4 separate regions of the Mus musculus genome follow, and all the other regions are linked to region 1. A link is a contact called in public Hi-C and HiChIP or PLAC-seq data. All regions are on one chromosome and are shown on one strand. Each heading gives the region's core, a stretch centred on a gene start, on an enhancer-like site or on the middle of the called end of the contact. The rest is flanking DNA. Distances are from core to core; before and after follow the strand shown.

Region 1 (3,314 bases), core at 645-3,144:
GGCATGCCGTTCTCCCCAATATATTTTAATTATGCATCTGTTTTAATTGTAATCAGATTAAGTCACCGGAAAGGCACAAATTGGGAGTTGTCCCTAATGGCTATTGGAGCTTTTCATCAGTTTCTAAACACTAACAATATATTTTAAAAATAGGTAGAGACATCAGCACAAGGGTGATATTTTTCCAAGCATCAATGCAGTTTCTTTGACAACACAATCCGGGTCTCATTAGCCACCCAAACTAACCCAAATACAGAAGACAACTTCTGTCTCCAGGGCGTCTTCTTCTGCAATTAGCACCAGCGAATCACTAATGTCTCATGCAAAACGCCCAAACAGAACTGAAAGCCCACGTTTTTATAAAGGAATTCCCCATGATGCGTGAGCAAGGTTGGGGGAGCGAGAGATACAACCAGCAGCGAGATACAGCTCAAAGTTTACTATCATACACGTCAAAGAGAAAGTTGACTCAGAGTACGCGCGCTCTTTCCTCTATTTGGCAACTGTCATATGTGCGTTTAACTTCGAGAAATCAGTGTCCTATCAATAAAAGGAAACCACACGGGGAGGATCTTCTAGGGGTGCAGAGGTGCTTCCTTCCAGCCCACACGTAAAATCGCTTAATATGCTTTTTCTTTCTTTCTTTCTTTCTTTCTTTCTTTTTTTTTTTTTTTTTTTTTTTTTTTTTTTTGCACCAAGGTATACCAAGGATTGTTATTGGAATTTTTACTTTGGCTGGTTGTTTGTTTAACGTGGGTTCATTAAACAGTCTTCCAAATTGCCTGGATTTCCGCAAAGAAACTTAAGCGCCTGCCAACCAGCAAGAAGCAAGCAAGAACCTGCTGCAAAGTAGGAGCGGAAACTCGTTCGGCCCGCCCAGCGCGCCTGCGTCCGTCCCGGCTGTTTGCTTTAGGTGTTACGGTTTCCGTGTCGCCTAAACCTTCAGGTGCAGATACCTGTCCCCCCAACCCCGCCCCCAAGACGCGCTTCAGCCTGACAGCAAGCAGTACCAGAGCCACCGAGGAGCCCCCACCCCACCCCCGTCGCACCGCAGCCATTGCCCCTTTCTCTCACCCACTTACCTGTCATCGTAGCAGAAATCAGCACTCAGGGTGTTGAGATACAAGGCGAGCCCCAGAGCGCTGCTCACCAACTCTGCAATCATCTCTCCACCGCCTTCCCTCCGGCTTGGCTCCCAGCGCGAGCGCAGCAGCGGCAACAAAAAACAGAAGCATCAATCCCCACCTTCCGCCGCCTTCTCCTCCTTGGCTGCACTTTTCCCCGGCTTCCCCGCCCGCCTCCTCGTCCTCCCTCCTCTCCTTCTTCCGATCCCGGGCTCCTCCTCGGGGCGCCGGGCTCCGCTGTTCCTGCGTGCTCCGGGGGTTGCGGGCTCACACCGCTCTCCCCATACCCGACAACCGCGAGAGGCAAGCGGCGATCGGCTTCACGCCCCCCGGCGGAGAATCGGGGCTTGTCCTTTTCCCGCGGCTCGCGGTCCCCACCCTAACCCATGGCACTTTGGGACGCCCTAAGGTAAAGGACTGCGGAGATAGAAGAGTGCAAGAGGGGGGACCAAAGGGCTGGACAGAGCGAGGATCTGGGACCAGCGGGAGGAAAGGAGAGACAGAGAGAGAGACCGAGAGAGAAAGGGGCGGGTGGGAGGGACGAGGCGAACCGCCTCCCTTCGCCGCCTCCCGGGCGCACGACTCCGGGGCCGTTCGCAGCAACTCGGCCGCCACCGCGGCTGCGGCACATTCACTCTTTATTGGTTCCCTCCCGGACCCCTCTCCAGTGAAGTGAGAAGCGGCGACTGGGGACTCCAAAAGCTCCCGCGTGGGGTTCTCGTCGCGGCCCCACGCGCCTGCGTGGCCAGCCCACCACCCTAAGCTAGCCCGGCCCCTTTCTCCACCCAGATCCTCCCCGCAGACTCCTCCCTGTCTACCCCCACTGGCTGGAGGCTCCGCCCACTCTTCTAGCTGCTCCAGCCTGGTACTCTGGCCCCACTCTCTTCTTCATCTTCCTTCACCTTCTTTTTGACTCTGGAAAGCCTCCCCCAAAGCCCAGGACAAAGATGACTTTTGGAAGATTGCCCAAAACGATAGCTAGAGTGTGCCCTGGGCTCTGGGAGATGGAGGAGAGAGGCGACAGGAGGAGTCAATGGTTTGCCCAGTGCTGCGGGGAGGCGCTTTGCACGCTCTAGATCGCAAGCCAAACGTCTAGTGCCAAGAGCTGTCAGGCAAAAGACTGGTCAGCTGGAGAGACTTCTCGGGACGCGGAGAGGTAGAACAGGTTTGCAGAGCGCTGGCAACCTCGGTTGACACTAAGGATCTATTGCCCCGCGCGCGCGCGATGCGTGAGCTGAATTGGGATGGAAGGGCCTGTTGAAGAGCCAGGGAAGCAGCGTTTAGGAGAGAGTTTTCCGAGGCCACGCCGTGACGGTCGACATTAATATTAGTGGAAAGACGCGTGCCCCGCAGTAAGATCATGAAAAGGGATCCAGGAAATGAAAGAGGAGAGGCAAGAAGGTAAGAAACACCCACGCGTTCCTCAGAAATTGCGTGGGGATGGGTGTCTTTAGTGGTTCAGGACTGTCAAGCTGACTCTGAGACTATAGAAGAGACCACGCTAATGCAACCCTCTACAACGGCATCCTTAAACCCAGCAGAGCGGAAAGCTAATGCCCTTTCCTTTCCGCCCGGATGCAAGACTGGATGGAAGGCATCCAACATGATGAAATACGGTGCAGAAGAATGGTCTGGGCAGAAGGAGCGCTGGGTACTAAAGTTGCATGACCAAAGAGATCCGAGAGCTGTCTGCCACACCCCCTTCCTGCCTGGTTCCCTTTCTGACTGCCCTGGTCGCTCCCTTGGACTATGATGAACACGACTGCAGCGCCCCCTGCTGTGGGGAAGCTACAGGGCACAGAAAACACGTCCTTGCAGGGCTGACTTCCAACTTCCCCTTTTGCACCTAACCAGCAAGCTCTTCAAAGATAATAAGGAAAGTGGACTCCCTGGGTATGTGGCAGCGATCTGAAAAGTTTGAACGCCTGCAGAATAAGGATGTCTGACTTCACAAAGAAATCGTTTGGAAACTGACAAATGTGTGTTCAACCTCCAACAGGCAAATTGTGATTTGATCAAAATATTATGAGCACGTAGGAAGTTCTCAAATAATATATTGAAGATGGTGATTCTTGTTCTTCAGTGCTCCCCGGTATAATGTATTTTTTAAAGTTTTTTTAAAAATCATACCAGTTGCTCCATTCGGATCCTCTCTGACCTTCTTCTGAGCTTATGTATTGATATTGGATC
Region 2 (3,269 bases), core at 576-3,075, 310 kb before region 1:
AATACATTGCCAGAATAATGCCTCCCATGACTCGTTCCAAAAGGGTTATGGCATGTCCAAAAACTAGTCATGTAGTTACATCTGTCTGGTCACAAGTGGGGATTTGAGTGGCACAAGGAGATGAAAAGAGTTGAGAAGAATGACCAATGGCAAGCGAGACTAAAGGGAGAGATTCCTATAATATGTTTAAATGGATTCAATAGGGATTGAGTAGGACATTAAAAAAAAAAAAAGACACGGGAACAAAAAGCATAGGTTCACGAGGAACTCTTTTGATAACCTGATATGCGTTATCCTCAGAAGATGGAGAAAAGGCATTACTAGGCAAGGGGCCTAGTTTAAGCAATGAATACCAGAGGAGAGTAGCCTCACTTTGCTATATAATATTGTATGCATTATGCCAGGAAGTTTGGAAGATAAGAATTGAGGAGGACAAAGGGATCCAAAGGCACCTGCTACAGTCACTAAAAGTGACCAGACCATTACCAGGAAATTACAGTTGTGTGTTTATGACTTGTTGAACAGGTCACATACTACTCAAATTATCATAAAATAAGTGAATCTTTTTAATGAGCTAGTAGCAGTCATCTTCAGTTAAAAACTAGAAGCGAGTCAGGTCTTGGTGGTGCACCTCTTTAATTCCAGTACATGGGAGGCAGGCACACTTGGGATCTCTGAAATGGAGGCCAGCCTGGTCTACAGAGTGAGTTCCAGGCCTGACAGGGCTATACAGGAAAACCCTGTCTCAAAAAACCAAAACCCAAACCAAACAAAACAACAACCACCAAAACCAACCAACCATCCAACTGATCATCCAGCCAACTACACCAAACCAAACCAAACCAAACCAAACCAAACCAAACCAAACCAAACCAAACCAAACCAAAGAGTCTAGAACAGAATCCAGGATAGGCTGGACCATGCTCATGAAAGTCACTCTTAGACTGCTGTCCAATCACTGTCCCAAATCTACTACTCTTCTTGCTTGCTAATCCAAAGCTGATCTTGCTTTTCTAGTTTCTTTAATCCCAATACAAAGGAAGATTCAAAGGGATGCCCATACATAACGTTTAACTCTACCTCTTAGCAAAGCTTGACCTGATAAAGTCTTCACGTTACACAAAATCACAAAGGGTTACCCTAATAAGGGGGAAATAGAAATAAAGATGATAAAAAGGAAACACAAAACTGACAAGTCCAGACTAGATTTCCTCATTCATTCATGTTCTGGGTAATGTTGACTGACCCTGCATGTGCTGCTGTTGATAGGGCTGGGACGCAGATGGCTATAGTCAAGATTCTCTGGTTATGGGTCATCCTTTTTCAAAAAGGGATCATCTTACTGTATTATCAGATTCTGTGAGATGCTATATATGAGTTTGTCAGTGTTCTAGTTTGCTCTTCCATGGTTGTGGCAAAACACCATGACTAGAAGCAACCTGTGCAGGACAGGGTTTCTTTAGCTTATATATCCCGAGTCACACTCTATCGGGGCAAGTTAACTGAAACAAAGCTAGAACTTGGAGGCAGGAACTGAAGCCTAGACCATGGAGAAAAGCTACTGAATGGCTCATTTTTCTATGTTTTGCTCAGCTTGCTTTCCTACACATCCCAGGACCATTATTCCAGGGATGGTATCATCCACAGTAAATGATACAGTAATTACGTAAATATTTTTTGGTGGAGTTTGTCTGAGATATTCCCATGTAGGTTCTCTTAGTCACTCAAAAGACAGATACATCATGGAGCCAGTTCTGTCCACTTTACAGATAGAAAATGAAGTCACTAAACCATTTGGAAATTCCCCAGATTTCCCTGCCACCTCCACATCAATCACCAATCAGGAAAATCCCCCACAAGCCTGCCTCATGATGACTCTAATAGGGGTGTTCTCTTCAGTGACATTTCTTTTCTCAAATGACTATCTACTGACAATCTGATAACAAACAAACCAATACACTCAGAAAGTAATGTATCGTGAGTATGTATACAATCAACATAGTTGATAAATAAAAAAATACACACAATGATAACTAAATAGACATCGGATGATCTCATCACAAACAATATTCAAAAGAGAACTCAGTTAAAAGCCTTTCTGTAATCCTTACTTTAATACTCTAGCTTACAATTCATTTCTATTAAATACATAATATCTGTTGGGTTGCTGTAACTTTTCTGATGTCCTCTCTATATAATACCAGAAAAACAGAGAAAGATGGTTATATGTTTGTACTTCATTGCATATTCCTTCAGGAATATAACATACCTATTTTAGAAAAATTGAAAGAGATGTTACAAATGAATCTATGTAGGACACTTGCCTAGAGCCTGTCTGCTTTCTTCTTGATGTCTTTTGTCACTCTCCCTCTCCATACAGCTCAGGTTCTCCCCCTTCCATGATGACTGCAGATATGGGATCTCCCCTGGTGTTCTTGATTACACAGTAATAAGAACCCCATGGTTTTCTCTTTAATTATAATCTCACTCTTCTCTGTCTGCATGACCACCAGACACCTTGTAATTTAGGTACCCACTATAAAAATCCCCAAGCCCATTTAAAAAGAACCAGAGTTAGATTTGGTGGGTTGGAACTGATGTCATCTTTAAATGTTATCCTCTTAGTTTGGTCTTATGAGAGTTTTCCAAATTGATGTTGGAGGAGATGGCTCTTCAGCTGGCACAGGTAGCACTGTGATGTGTCACTGGTATGAGATGGTAATGGAATTGGGGGAAATTTCCAGAATGGCTTTGTGACTTTTATGTTAAGTGGACAGAACCAGCTCCAGGGCGTGTCTGGCTTTTGAGGGATTAAATCAGATGCTACACAAGACTTTCCCAAGACAAAGTACTCTGAAATATTTGTGTAACAACTGTACTTTGATGAGTTACTATACAATATATACAAATCAAAGGATTTGTTTAATTCATCATGAAAATTATTATTGAATGAAATAGCATTTAAAGTGCCTTTCTCTACTTATTTTTGTTTATTAAGAAATGGTTATGTTTTGAATGTGTATGTGTCTGTGCACATGCCTGTGTGTCATATGTGTGTATGTATGTGCACAAACGAGGGGCTAAAAACTATCTTTCCTCAAGGGTGATGCAAATGTGTTTTGTTTCAGTTGCAAACAGGTATTCTCACTGGCCCAGGGCTCACCAAGCAAGCTAGACTGTGTGCCTGGTCCATCAACTCCCAGGAGTCTGCTTGTCTCTACCTCCCTAGGCCATGATTAAACATCAAAATACATGTTGGTGGCTCTTTG
Region 3 (3,394 bases), core at 650-3,149, 260 kb before region 1:
TTTTATCTAGGCCTGAAGCATGCCTAGGGACATCCAAATCCCTTTTGTCTATGAGTAAACCGGAAATACGTCTGGGTGATGAACTCAATCACTACATCATCACACAGAAAATCTTAACCTTAAGAAAGAACCACCATTATGTCATATTTTTTTGAACAATGAGGAGGAAAAATAGCCCTTGCTGCTTATTTTCTCTTGGGTGCTATAAACATTTTTTTCTGTTATTGTAAGCTAAAATTTATAGTCCTAGAGGATATGACTTAACCAGCTTGTTTCTGACCATCTATCTCTCTTTCTTTATTGAACTCACTGAACTTTCTTTCTTGTGGCCATTGCCTTTGGCAGTTTTTATATTTTTAATATTTCAGTCAAGCTTTAAAGATTATGTGTGTACCACTCTCACTATTGAAAATACTCTACTTGTGCTTTTTGTAGACATTTAATCTTATTTGTAGTTATTTATTTTTATTTACTATTTGTTTTGCTTTATAAGTCTTTAAAAATTCTTTAATTATATTTTTCTATTCACTTTACATCCCAATCACAGTCCCTTCCCTCTTCTATTCCCAACCACACTCATACAAATCCTTTATACCATTACCACTCCCCTTCCCCTTCTCAGAGAAGTAGAGCACCCCTTGGGTACATGCCACCCTGGGGCATCTCATCCCAGCAGGACTAGGCATATCCTCTCCCACTGAGGCCCAACCAGAAAGTCCAGTTAGGGGAAGGGAATCCAATGCAGAGAACAAAGATCTAGACAATCCTCATTCCACTTGTTAGGGGACCCACATGAAGACCAAGCTGCACATTTGCTGCAAATGTGTAGGGGTCTAGTCCAGCTCTTGTATGCTCCCTGGATGGTGGCTTAGGCCCTGTGAGCTCCTATGGTCCCAGGGAAGTTGACCATGTGGGTCTCCGGCTTGCTCCATTCTATCTCCTACTCCATAAGACTCAGCTGAACATATTATGTATCAATTTAGATTTTTTTTTTTTGCTAAGTATGTCAGAGCAGGAGAAATGCCAAGAAATTTTGTTTTTAAAGAATCCGTGATAAAATAGAATTATGTAACATTAATATGAATCACTTGGGGCTGGAGAGATGGCACAGCGGTTAAGAGCTCTGACTGCTCTTCCAGAGGTCCTGAGTTCAATTCCCAGCAACCACATGGTGTCTTATAACCACCATGGTTGTGGGATCCGATGTCCTCTTCTGGTGTCTGAAGACAGCTACTGTGTACTTATATCCATAAAATGAATAAAACTTTTTTTTTTAAGTTTTAAAACTTTTACGAATTACTTAATGAGTTTACCTTGTGATTTTGATTTTCAGCAATTTATTTTCCATTTTATTTTATGTGTGTTGGTTTTCTACCTAGATGCATCTCTGTGTACCATGTGTGCTTACATAGCCTAAAAGGTCTGGTTACTTTTTTCAATGTAATTATGCCACAAACTCTTCCTTGCTGGTGTTTTTTGTGACTATTTCCATCTGAACCTTTTTCTTACTAAACAAAACAAAACAGCAAAATCAAAACTAAGCAAACAAAAAATCTCAGTCTAGTTTCCCCAGATACCCTTGATTGGAAATACTCAATGGTTATTGAAACAAGACCCAAACAAAAATTCACATGACTCCAAGGGAGAGTCCCTACTCCCTGACCACACATTTAATAGTGGGGACTGTAATAGAAGACTTTTAAGCAAAATCAAACATTTCCAGGTTTTAGACTCAGAGGTTGTAGGAATGGGTTAGACATTGACCTAACAGTATTAAATTTAAGAGAATTCTTAAACCCTGAAATATAACTTTTCATCAAAGAAAATATAGACAGGTGCGTGGAAGATTGAGGGTAGGACTGGGTATGTGTTACATTAGGTTTACCTAATCATTGAGACATGGGTTGAACTTCAGAAAAACCTTTAGAAGGTTCTAATTTGTAGTGTGAGGTTAAATACAGGAAACATGTGATGTGCTGTCGCAATTGATGTTGGAAAGAAGCCAAGAGCCTGTGTCGATATTTCTCTCCTTACAGCCAGAGCTCCCGAAGTTCCTTAGGTTAATCAATTTCCTTTCTATTTTCAAGGAAACAAATCTTACACAAAAAATAATCAATCCTATTGGACTGGGAACGATCATAGTCAATGCTCAGAACCTTCAAAAATTAGGCAGTAAGTGTGTGTGTGTGTGTGTGTGTGTGTGTGTGTGTGAGTGTTCATGTATGTATGCATGTGTGTGTCTTATATATGTTGAGTGAGGTGAAAAATCCTTCTCTTAAGAATACAGTCCCCTTCAGAATTATCTACTACTAAGATACTCTAAAGAAAAGACAAGAAAAGAAAAGTGAAGAAAGAAAGAAAAAACAACATGCAAAGAGGTGTTAATCAGTGTTTTAAAATGAAACAGGATCAGGAAAAAAAAAAAGGAGGAAAATGTGTAATAGCATAAGATGAAATAATGCATGTAATATCAACCAAGAAACAGGGCTAAAATAGTTTCAAGAAAATGAGCAAGCACGCATGTGGAAATAGCTGTGTGTGACTAGGGAGCTTCTGAAAGAAAAGCCAAAAACCTAAAGGAAGTTATCTTTATGCTTAAGTTTGATGAAGCCAGGACAGCCATACAGAAATTGTGACTGACCAGATGGATGCTAGACAGTCAGAAGGACCATCCATCTGAAGTATGTTCCATCTCTGCTGTGGAAACTCCAACATACGTGGGCCTCAATGATAGTAAAATAATAATAATAATAATGTTAAAATAAAACATGTTAATAATTTCTGTTCTGTGTGAATTTATGTCTGGTTTTCAAAATAGGTTGAAAAAACTAGTTTTGTACAAAAAAAAAAAAACCTCATTTAACTGTCCCAAAGATTTTGAGTTGAGGTTCTAATTTCATCTATGTGGATAAAGATCATTGACACGAATAAAGAAAATAGAATCTGCAAATAGAATGTACAGCCTTTTATCCCAAAAATCCGTTGTTGCCACCATGTTAATTACAAAAAGGATTTGAAGGTTGTGGTAGAATCTAATCCTTGAGCACTCAATTACAATAGGATAAATGCCAAGTTTCTTCGAAATGGTAGTCATTAATATTAATGTGGTTTATATTACAAATAAAATATTCTATGACATAAATAAATATTACTTGTTCAGGAACATCCATGAAACACCTATCTCTGAAGCTTCTTTTAAATTTTAAAAGCACTTTTTGGCACCCTTTGACTTACTGTACTTTTAACAGACTTACAGGTGAAGAGAGGTAACTCATAGTTCTGTCTTTGGAGTTGCCTCTTCTAAGTACATGCAACTCTACCCTCTTACTTCTTTGACCTGACTTTTCAAGATGGTAACCTTTCACGGGAAAAAAAATTTCTTCTACATATTATG
Region 4 (3,383 bases), core at 817-3,316, 350 kb before region 1:
TAAATCTGTAAAATGGCTTGCACTAAGTTAACTGTACGATTTTAAATGCAAAGCAGGAGAATCGGCACTTTCAATATTAAATTACAGCGAATGGGTTTTCTCTCAAAAGGGTATGAACGTGACACTCATACCAGGATATGATGTTAGAAATAAGTATATTTCACCGAGTTTCTCAAAGTGTAATTGGCTTCATTCTTTTCTCCTTCAGCAGTCACATGGATTTAAGCAATATCTCTATAATACAAACTACATCTAGGGAAGTGGGGCTAGATACAATTTAACTTTTCTAGTGCTTCTGAATATTAGATATCTTAATGTCACACTTAAAACACCAAGGCCACCATGACAATCTTCTGGAATAGTAAGATTGTTCAGCGCCTTTCTGACTTCATTACTAATATAATGTGCTGTGAAAACGGAGACAGAAAAAAAATGCTGAGTGGAGAGGAAGAGATGCTATTTCTCACTATTTCTATCACAATTCAAACTGGGGGCCCTGCCGGCCAACTGCAATCTTAGCCTGTGTGCACTGACTCTTGAAAATGTGGGGTGTGAAGAGATCATAGGCAGAACACCCCGCCCCCCCCGCCTACCACCACCTAACATAAAAGTAGGCCAGGTTGGTTGCTCTTTTTCAGCCCTCAACTCCAGCAGGTTCTCCTGTTAATCCACAAGCCAGGCCTGCCAGAGAACCAGGTAGGCTGCCTGCAGACCTTCTCTCTGCCCCTGACCCCAGTTCCAAGGCTCCAACTCTCATCCCCAGCTCTGTAGCAGAACACCCGTATCAGGTAGCTCAGTCCAACTCTTTGATCTTTTAACTTTTCCTCTTCCCAGTTTTTGCTTTGTCCCAGACTCCAAGCCCAGCAGGCAGGCACCCCTTGACTTACCCAAGGGCCATTCCTTTCAAGGCAAAAGGTGGATCGACACCTGTCCTGCTGCTCCTGAGACATGTCCCACCCCCAGTCTCATCTTGGAGATTGTCTCTTTGAGACAATATAGTTGAAAGGGAGCACTTACTGGATATTATCTTTCAAGAACTATAACTTTGCTTAAAAAAAAAAAGGAAATAATACAAAAAGAAAAAAAAAAGAAGTACCATCCTTTATTTCTTTGGATTTTCAGAATGATACTTTGACTCAGGTACGACTAATGGCCAATTGACTGATACAAGAGGCTTTTTAAATAAGAGTCACAAAGTCACATAGCACGTAGTTAAATCAGAACTGGGTGGTAGCCACAGAGTCAAGCAAAGACCCATGGTCCTCAAGCTTAACCATCCATTAAAATCACCCAGGGCCTTCCCAAACCTTGAATTCGGGACGTCTGAGTGTGAACAAATAAACTCAAGCGTTTGGTTACAATTTAGATCTTGGCATATTGCAGACCTTCCCAGGTGATTCTAACGTGCACTAGATAGAGAGCGGTTGTGTTACATAACGCTATAGGTACCTTTTCAATTCCTCACATTTGCTCTCAAGGTTACTAACAGGGGTTAGATCTGAAAATCCACAGTGAATAGCAGGACTTTACTCTTGCCAATTTTGCCTGTGGTAGAAAATGTATCAGAATTGATTGTGAGGAGGAAATGATAGATAAGTTAAAACAAAGCGTCCCAGTGTGGATGTAGCATCTTGGGTTTATTTAATCAATGTCAAAGCCTACTTTCTTGTCAATTTTAATTGGGTAGTAAATTCTCCATATTACTTCTAGAAATCTTTGAGGATTTTTGTAAGAGGTCTTATAGGAGTTTTGCAAAACAAAGCTCAAAAGAGATGGTTAACTGCGAAAATGCTAGCGTGCAGGGGGTATGAAATGGTTCACCAAGTGTCAGTGCTTGTCGCTCACACCTGATGATCCTATAGGCAGATGTAATGGCTCTTATCTGTAACCCCAGGACTCCTACTGCAAGATGGGGTTGGGAGACAGAAAAGTCAACTCTGGTGTCTATGGGGCAGCTAGCAGGAGGAAACAAGAAGGGCGGTTCTTCCTTATCATGGGAGAAGGTAAGAGCTGATTGTTGAAAACTGCCCTCTCAGCTCAAAAACGCATATCACACACACACACATGTTAAACTTAATCAATAAAATGATTTTAGATGCCAATTCCTGTCCTATTTTACATGGAACTTTATTTTTCAGAGACATATAAGGAATATTTTCAAGAAATAAGAGTCGTTACTCTTGAAATGGTTGAACGACACCATTATTTCCAACAGAGTTTTATGAATCTGATTTAAAAAAAAAAAAAGGAAAAAGGAAATAATACAAAAAAAAAAAAAAAAAAGAAGTTCCAAAGAGAAACTTTAGAAATGAAATGATCTGTAAAGCTATGGAAATGGACTGCGACTTAAATTAAAAAAATAAAACAAACCAAAATAAAAATATCTTTGCTGTCTCTCCAGGGCAAATAAAAATCTATTACATAAAGGTTAGGACAGATAAAAGAGAATGCTGGGTAAACAGGATCCATTGAGAGGAGCGAGAACAAACATAGTTTATAAGGATGTTTTCTCTAAGGCACAGTTAGTAAAATGCCATCATATTCTGGGATTTTTCTCCCCACATCTTTCTTCAAGGTTCTCCCACCAAAGCAACTCACAGGAAAAGTCCTCGCATATGTAAATTGGGCAGGGGATTAAAACATAGCTCATTTTCAAAGTGTAACTGCTGATTCAATGGCCCTATTACAACTGTATGGAGTCCCCAGGTTACATCCCCAGCACCTTAGAAACTTGGCAGGCTGTATTCTAGTATTTAGGGGTGGATGCAGGAGAATTGGATGCTCCTTAGGTCCATACACAATATAAGGACACCCTGGGTTAGGCTCTGTTTCAAAAAGAAAAGAAGAGACAGGAAAAAGGAAAAGAAACAGAAAGAAACAGGAAGGAATTCAATAAATGATAGAGCCGCAGCTCAGTGCAGGTCCTGGTTTCCATTGCAGTCCCTGACACCACATATAATCAGGCATGGGAGTGGGCATGTAATCATAGCTCCCTGGAAGTAGAGGAGGAAGGATTTTTTTTTTTCACATATGATGTCAGCTTGGTCTTCACAGTGAGTTCCACGACTCACTCACTATGATTTCGTTAACTAAATCAAGACCTTACCATCAGCCCCCTCCACATAGCAGATGCAAATAACACTCTGGCCCCCGAAATCCTACTGAACAGATGTACTAACTGGCCAGCCACACAATGGGCTAAGGCTAGCTTATAACGTGCATTCTCACAGAAGGCAAGTATGATTCGCCAGCCAGCAACTTTAATGTCTATAGTTCTTTCTTCCCTCCTCCTTCCATCCCTTCTTTCTTTCCTCCTTCCCTCCCCCTGTTTTTCTTTTCTTCTGTCCCTTCTTCCCTCCAAACTTTTCCCCCTTCCTTCTTCC

The links. Hi-C and Micro-C count contacts between places; a contact is called where the count stands out from the background. HiChIP or PLAC-seq counts read pairs in DNA pulled down with a chosen protein or histone mark.
Region 2: a contact with region 1 is called in an H3K27ac HiChIP or PLAC-seq map of bone marrow-derived dendritic cells, with 4 times the contacts expected there. The contact joins the enhancer-like site here to the promoter of Tmtc2 in region 1. A contact is called at or near these places in 4 of 39 promoter capture datasets (cranial neural crest, hippocampal neurons and liver), 6 of 484 Hi-C or Micro-C datasets (adipose-derived mesenchymal stem cells, cerebral cortex, embryonic fibroblasts and 3 more), 15 of 115 datasets of contacts at active chromatin or transcription factors (Th17 cells, astrocytes, bone marrow-derived dendritic cells and 11 more) and 3 of 9 other capture datasets (adipose tissue, embryonic stem cells and pancreatic islet).
Region 3: a Hi-C map of liver shows a contact between it and region 1, with 2.3 times the contacts expected there. The contact joins the enhancer-like site here to the promoter of Tmtc2 in region 1. A contact is called at or near these places in 4 of 39 promoter capture datasets (hippocampal neurons, liver and second pharyngeal arch cranial neural crest), 4 of 484 Hi-C or Micro-C datasets (immediate neuronal precursor, liver and olfactory sensory neurons), 11 of 115 datasets of contacts at active chromatin or transcription factors (astrocytes, bone marrow-derived macrophages, cardiomyocytes and 8 more) and 2 of 9 other capture datasets (adipose tissue and pancreatic islet).
Region 4: a contact with region 1 is called in a Hi-C map of the G1E-ER4 cell line, with 3 times the contacts expected there. The contact joins the enhancer-like site here to the promoter of Tmtc2 in region 1. A contact is called at or near these places in 8 of 39 promoter capture datasets (cancer-associated fibroblasts, embryonic stem cells, frontonasal cranial neural crest and 5 more), 10 of 484 Hi-C or Micro-C datasets (the G1E-ER4 cell line, Th1 cells, cerebral cortex and 4 more), 11 of 115 datasets of contacts at active chromatin or transcription factors (bone marrow-derived macrophages, craniofacial prominence, embryonic forebrain and 7 more) and 4 of 9 other capture datasets (adipose tissue, embryonic stem cells, liver and 1 more).

What each region holds. Positions count from the first base shown.
Region 1 is chr10:105,572,585-105,575,898 of GRCm38.p6, forward strand. It overlaps Tmtc2 (transmembrane and tetratricopeptide repeat containing 2), which reads right to left and starts at 1,895. Exons shown (of 12, transcript NM_177368.4): 1 at 1,083-1,895. The coding sequence starts at 1,165. It overlaps Gm15663 (predicted gene 15663), which reads left to right and starts at 1,967. Exons shown (of 3, transcript NR_038032.1): 1 at 1,967-3,103.
Region 2 is chr10:105,260,931-105,264,199 of GRCm38.p6, forward strand. The region is part of intron 9 of Tmtc2 (transmembrane and tetratricopeptide repeat containing 2); the gene reads right to left. Among named protein-coding and RNA genes, the nearest start is that of Gm25422, 120 kb to the left of the region's middle. Within about 2 kb of position 1,826, at least 3 of the 459 cell types and tissues checked have an H3K27ac peak or open chromatin away from gene starts, as enhancers often do. A contact at or near this core is called in bone marrow-derived dendritic cells, where this site is marked.
Region 3 is chr10:105,311,207-105,314,600 of GRCm38.p6, forward strand. All of the region lies in intron 7 of Tmtc2 (transmembrane and tetratricopeptide repeat containing 2), which reads right to left. Among named protein-coding and RNA genes, the nearest start is that of Gm46241, 140 kb to the right of the region's middle. Within about 2 kb of position 1,900, at least 1 of the 459 cell types and tissues checked has an H3K27ac peak or open chromatin away from gene starts, as enhancers often do. A contact at or near this core is called in liver, where this site is marked.
Region 4 is chr10:105,221,180-105,224,562 of GRCm38.p6, forward strand. The region is part of intron 11 of Tmtc2 (transmembrane and tetratricopeptide repeat containing 2); the gene reads right to left. Among named protein-coding and RNA genes, the nearest start is that of Gm25422, 83 kb to the left of the region's middle. Within about 2 kb of position 2,067, at least 1 of the 459 cell types and tissues checked has an H3K27ac peak or open chromatin away from gene starts, as enhancers often do. A contact at or near this core is called in the G1E-ER4 cell line, where this site is marked.